2 separate regions of the Mus musculus genome follow, and region 1 is linked to region 2. The links are chromatin contacts, called in public HiChIP or PLAC-seq maps. All regions are on one chromosome and are shown on one strand. The core of a region is the stretch at or near the end of the contact, and the rest is flanking DNA. Distances in the headings are between cores, read along the strand shown. Region 1 overlaps Morc1 (microrchidia 1). Region 2 overlaps Cd96 (CD96 antigen).

Region 1 (3,044 bases), core at 506-3,005, 2.4 Mb after region 2:
GATAGCAAGTGCCAGGACTACACAGATTTTCTCCAAAAAAAGTTATCCTGGGCCTCCAAACAAACAGAAATACTACTCTCATTTTGCATATGGTGTGTGTGTCTGTGTATATCAGAACTTTGAGTTCTCACCATACCTCCCCACTTCATAAACTCTGCTATAAATTATGCTGTTGTTTTGCTATACTGGGAATTGAACCAAGGGCTTTGTGCGTGCTTGGCAAGCACTCGACCACTGATTGAAATCCCCAATCTCTCTGAGTTACTCTTGACTTTAACCTTGAAGTATCAACAATGTGTCCATTCTGAGAAGTGTACAGATAGGAGTTAGCAGCTCCAGGGCGATTTACAATCACAGGATGGGAAAATATTTCAACACTGGCAGGATTCCTTCGGATGTTTATAAGCATCCCAAGAACTATTGTTTTTCTTTTCTCGACTAAGTGAAGGGATACTTAATTGTTTAACCCCTGGGGTACTAAATGAAACTGCAGCATCACAGTGCAATACTGTAATGCAGATAGTGTCTCTTGTTGCATTCAAAGTGTATTAGCAATGACACATATGCATGCACATGCTGTAATAAGGAAACCCATTACTTCATATGCCAATTTAAAAATAAATTAGAAAGTGCATTGATATTTATAGCATAACAGCCACATCCTAGGCACTTTGACATGATTTATGTCAGAAAATTGGAACAATTGAAAGGAATTCCTTTGATCTTTGATCAAGCTTCAGATGGTATCCAAAGGAAATTATATCTTACCAGAAAACCCTTGGATTACTTAGGGCTTCACCTTCAGTTTCCAGAGTCCCTTGGAGTTCTGCCCTTGGACTGAGTGCCTGCTGAACAGATCCCTCAGATGGACCTCAGAGCTTTACCTCATCATCTCTGTCTCCTTCTGAACCAGAGAGAGATGGCTTCCTGCTTTCTCTTTAATCTCGGAGCCTTTTCTGCAGCTTAGAAGCACAGAACGCCACCTCTTAAGCCTGGCTTGGTTTGCTTTTGCCCAGCATTTCTTGTCTATTTGGAGAATATTTACAGCTCACAAGTGGGTTCTAACATTTAAGGTCTGCTAAGAGGCACAGTGTTCCAGCAACCTCCCAGGAGCATGCAGTTTACTGTTTTTTATTCCTGGTTGTCTTCTCTTCCGATCTGTTTTCTTTCTTCTTTGTCTTCACTCATCCATCCTGTTAGAGTGTTCTCTCAGCTGACCATAAGAACTTACTCTAATACCTGATTACGTACGGAGTTAAGTGTTATATGTCCCCTTCAATGTTCTGAAAGCAAATGAGACTTTTCCCCCCAATTTTATTTCTCTCTTCACAACTGATTAGTAGAAATTCCTTTTGTTCACGTGGACCTACAATCTCTTAGTTATGTTTGAACAGGAAGATTACATTGTTTGTTTAGTTTTTGTTCTGCGTCAATTACTGGACCAGCTAATGTAAAGTATTTTTCCTGTGACTGATGTATCTTCTTAGTTGGTTAGCTGCCAACAGATTTTAGTTCTGACCAAAGCAAATGTTATCTGTGTTTGCCTTCTGTTCAGAGGCTTAATGCCATGAGTGTGGTAAGATTTGCTTGTGTTTGCAGCATCGTTAGTTCTGGGAAAAGGTTTCTAAGAGCATACAGGAATCTGAAAGAGACTGAGCCCAGGGCCCATATGTCTGCCTATGTAGTGCCCAGTTGGTAGAGCTGTTTGGAAAGGAGAAGGAGGTGTGTCCTTATTGGAGGAGGAGTATCACTAGCGGTGTGGGTGTGGTCTTTGAAGTTTCAAAAGCCCAGGCCATTCCCACTTAGCACTCCCTCTGCTTTCTGCTTGTGGTTTGTTACGGAAGCTCTTACCTGCTGCCCTAGCCAACATGTCTGCTGCTTGCTGCCCTGCTGCCCTGGCGTGATGAACTCTCACCCTGTGTAACCGGTTCCTTACATTCGTTGCCTTGATCATGGTGTTTAAAACTAAGACAGAGTGCACTAGTAGAACATTTCTTTTTTTTTTTTTAATCTTCCCAAAGAGAATGGTACCCTGCACACTGTGACCTTTCGAATTCTCTATTTTAGAATTCCAGAGAGACGGTCATTCAGAGCCTACACAGCTGTTCTGTATTTTGAACCCCGGATGAAAATATTTATTCAGGCCAAAAGAGTTCAAACAAAGCATCTGTGTTATTCCCTCTACAAACCCAGGTAACATGTTTCCTTTATTTCCTTGATTTTTTTTTTAACATATAAAATTGATATAACTCCTCAGGTTGTCAAGAGGAAGGCATTGACTGATGGTAAGAGTGTCACGTTGCTCTCAGGAAAGACTGAACACTTCAGGGAACAAGCAAAGTTTGGATAAGGCTCAGTAGGAATTGGCTGTTCACTTTCACGCTTTGGTTGTGATTCTTTCCAAGAAGAGAACCCAACTGGAGGTGTTTTTGAGTTTATATAGTAGTATGTTAGAACGATTAAGCTCCATATGGTCTTGTTATATAGTAATGTTCTTCAGAATGAGATTACAAGAAAGTGATTCCATAGGATTTTTACCACTTAATAGTGACGTAAGTGTCTTAGTGTTGTAAGTACACTGTGGCTGCTGACCTAGTTCTCAGACTGTAACATACCATCCCTATCATTAAGCAATTCATGGCCTACAGTTATGCATGGTATGCATATAGGATGAGCAGATGTATAAAATACCTGATCCACTTATATTTTACTACATATATTTTTATTTTCTTTTAAAAGTTATTTTATTTTATTAGTTTATATCTGTGGATCTTTCGTCTGCATGCATGTCTATATACCACTTGTATGCAGCATTCACTGACAGCAGGATTGGGCACTGGATCCCTGGAACTGGGGTTAAAGACAGTTCTGATCTGTGGTGCGAGAAATTGAACCTCCGACCTCTGGAAGAGCAGCAATTGCTCTTACCTGTTGAGCCATTTCCCCAGCCCCTTATTTTATACACATATTTAATATAAAATTTAAGCTTGAATTTTCATAATATAGAATCAGTCTTGCCCAAATACTTATGAAGTTCCAATGGT
Region 2 (3,272 bases), core at 636-3,135:
ACTCCACTCTCATCCTCTCCGAGCACAAATAGAAACCTGTCCTAAACGGGTCTTGCTTTCATGGCAGGAGAGAGTGATAATAGCAGACCCCAGTGCTCATTTAAGAAATTCTGAGATCTCACTGCCAAGATGCGCTGGGGAGCCACTCCTCCCTTTTGATCGATTGGATAGGGGGGTAGATGTGCAGGTGAAAAAACTCGGAGGAGAGGAAGGAGGGGAAACTGCAGTTGGGTTGTAAAGTATAAGAAATGAATACATCAAAAATTAAAAGATGTGCTAGGGACACTACTGGGGTTGTGATAATTAGACTTTTACGACAACTTCATATTTCCACATTACCTTCTCTTCCCGGCATTCTCTGAGAAATACAGAATCAGGAGTAGGAAGAAGGAGAGGCAACAGAGCAATGAATGCCGGAAAGCAACAATTTTAGAGTCTTGCACATGAAGGGAACTCCTAAGAAGTGGGATTTAAACATTAACGTGACTTTCATTGGTCTAACTCTAAACTTTCCAGATCCGTCATTATGCACAGGGGCAATGGGAGAAACTAATGGGAGAAAGGTGAAGAGAAATGCATTCGAGAAGATATAAAATAATGAAAGCAACTCTCTGTGACTGAGAACTTCTAGTTTAAAAATGCTAGATTCGGGGTAGAAGGAGAATCAAGGCTGGTGAGTGAATCTGGCACAGGCAGATTTATTAGAGTAATTATATAGAAATTTCCAGTCGACTAAATAGCAGTTCTTATACAAACCCTAACTCTTTGGCTGAATCTGGCTGAGTTTATTATCTGTCATATACCAATGAAACTCTAGGGTTCCTTGCAAAGAACTTCAGCCTGCATAAACCTTTCCCCCCTGAAGCAAGCTATGCACTTCTACAGCTTCATAAAGCAGTCTTTGGAGAGTAGGCATCATCTTCCTTTTGAAGAAGAGCAAAGGGAGAATATATTCCCAAGACAGGAGAGCCCTGAGTACCCACAGAATGAAGTAGAAGTCTTTTCCCTCAACACCACAGATCTGAAGGTAATAGTAAAGGAAGTTGGCTCCCCCTGCAGGGCCGTCAGCACAAGGTACTTCTTACAGCTGGTTTTTATAATGATTTTGTAGTTCAAAATGTTCTTGGAGAGACTTTAATGGGAATAGCTTCTAACATTACTAAGAGACACAGCCTCACAGCTGACTTTCTGTCCCTTATTCTACAACGTTCCCTGAGGCTTAGGTCTGGAGTCCTTAGTAGATGTGTACATTGGAATTGCATTCTACAACTCTGCATTTTGATTGGCTGTGGCTTTCTACATTTGTCTCTGTCTGTTGCAAGGAGAAGTTTCTTTCATGAGGTGTGAGAACTATGCTTATCTGTGAGTATAGGGACAAATGATTGCCTACACATGAGTTGAACGAGGACAACAAGAATAGGCAGGGCAGGGTAGGCGGGGAAGAGGACAATGCCTCAAACCTACATAAAGAACTATGGGAAACTAAGGAACTCTAAGAATGAGAAAAATAACCTTCTCCGAGGAAGAGCATACTGATGGGGTATCCAATACCAAACGGCTAGCCCGGAAAACAAACATGTACACATGTAACATCAAGTAACGTAAAAAGAGGGCTGGAGAGACAGCTCAGCAATAAAACAGCTAGGCTCACAAACAAAAAACAATGAATGAAAAAAGAGGCCACAAATTTGAAAATGAACAAGGAGGAATATATGGGGTTGGGGGTTGGAGGGAGGAAAAAGAAGAGGCAAGTTACGTAATTACATTATAATCTCAAAAATGGAATATGTTCTTGGCCTTTGAACTGTCAATCATGAGTCAGAAAGAGAGTCAACAGACCCAATCCCTCCCCCCTGAACTATTGATTACTGATAGATTTTGATGGACGGGTAGTAGTTGTCTTTATTTGTGTAACCATTCATGAGCCAGACAAAAAGTCCCACCGATAGTGCTTGTTAAACTCAGTGGGTCAGAAACTCAAGCAAAAAGACATGAATGTGGGAACGGATCTTGTGTAAGGAGAGGGTTGACCGGGTGGGAGGGAAATAAGAAGGGTCAAGTGCGTCGGGGGTAACTACCATGCATTGCATACATGTATGGAATCCTTAAAGAATAAATTTAGTAGGTTATTTTAAAGAGTTCTTGCTTGTTTCACCATGTGGGTTTTCTATTTGGGACATTTCCATCTGTCACATTGTTAGAGGCACAGGGTATACACAAGGTGGAGACTGGTAAGAAAATGCTTTTGCTTGGATTGTAAATCAAGGTAGGACTTGCTCTGATAGTTCGATTCATAAAAATACCATACCACTATATATAGCAATGTATCTAACAGGTTTCTGTTTTATTTGCTTTCCCTTGGCATTTGGCAGTTGCAGAGGGAGAGGATAGCTTTGTTTTTTAAAGGTGGAATTCAGCTACAACGTGCCCTGAGGCATGTGACAGAAGGAAATCCTGAGGGATTGTAGATTGGGCCCTCCAGGGGCCCAAACCTGCATTTGCATCACAGAGCAAAAGGGGAAGCAAATCTAGTTCAGAGAAACCACCCAGTATCTAAAGCTAGGAGAGGGGGCAGTGCTATAAGCACACTGTGACTACAGCTGAAAGGTTCCGTTCTTATTACTACAGCTTTTTACTTTTAAACTGCTATTTCTCTTTTGGTTTGGATTGTAATATAATTACATCACTTTTCTCTTCCCTTTCCTCCCTCCAAAGCCTCCCATATACCCTTCCTTGCTATTTCCAATTCGTGGCCTCTATTTTTATTATTGTTACACAAATATATGTTCATATTACACATATATTATATTATATACATTCCAAAATGCATTCATATACTCTGCTCATTTTATAGAATGTTACTCATATGTATGTTTTCAGGATGACCACTTGGTACTGGATAACCACTTGGTATGCTTTAATCTATTTAGTGCACTCTATGTTCGAAGCACTGCAAAGTTTATTCAAGCCTATCTTATACCCCTTACTCCAGTCTTCAGGAAATTAACTTTCCCGCAGCTACGGAGAATAAGAAGGTCCTCATATCAAAGGGTTTTAAAGCATAGATGCTCAGAAGTAAGGAAAATCATGCTTCAGGACTATACATACAGAACAAATCTGAACCACTAGATAATTTAAAAATATATAAAACTTTGGGCATATCTATAATGAGAAATTTAGGACAAATTCCAGAAAGACTTTATACAGAAATCAGGGCTGGATGCTGGTTGATAGGGCCTTATGTTATACAGACCCACCTGTGGTGGCCTGCA

The links. HiChIP or PLAC-seq counts read pairs in DNA pulled down with a chosen protein or histone mark.
Region 1: a contact with region 2 is called in an H3K27ac HiChIP or PLAC-seq map of embryonic stem cells, with 4 times the contacts expected there. The contact joins two enhancer-like sites. A contact is called at or near these places in 4 of 39 promoter capture datasets (frontonasal cranial neural crest, hippocampal neurons, liver and 1 more) and 1 of 115 datasets of contacts at active chromatin or transcription factors (embryonic stem cells).

The regions. Positions count from the first base shown.
Region 1 is chr16:48,477,761-48,480,804 of GRCm38.p6, forward strand. It overlaps Morc1 (microrchidia 1), which reads left to right. Exons shown (of 27, transcript NM_010816.1): 9 at 2,068-2,193. Among named protein-coding and RNA genes, the nearest start is that of Morc1, 48 kb to the left of the region's middle. Within about 2 kb of position 1,756, at least 12 of the 459 cell types and tissues checked have an H3K27ac peak or open chromatin away from gene starts, as enhancers often do. A contact at or near this core is called in embryonic stem cells, where this site is marked.
Region 2 is chr16:46,099,441-46,102,712 of GRCm38.p6, forward strand. The region is part of intron 3 of Cd96 (CD96 antigen); the gene reads right to left. Among named protein-coding and RNA genes, the nearest start is that of Cd96, 19 kb to the right of the region's middle. Within about 2 kb of position 1,886, at least 11 of the 459 cell types and tissues checked have an H3K27ac peak or open chromatin away from gene starts, as enhancers often do. A contact at or near this core is called in embryonic stem cells, where this site is marked.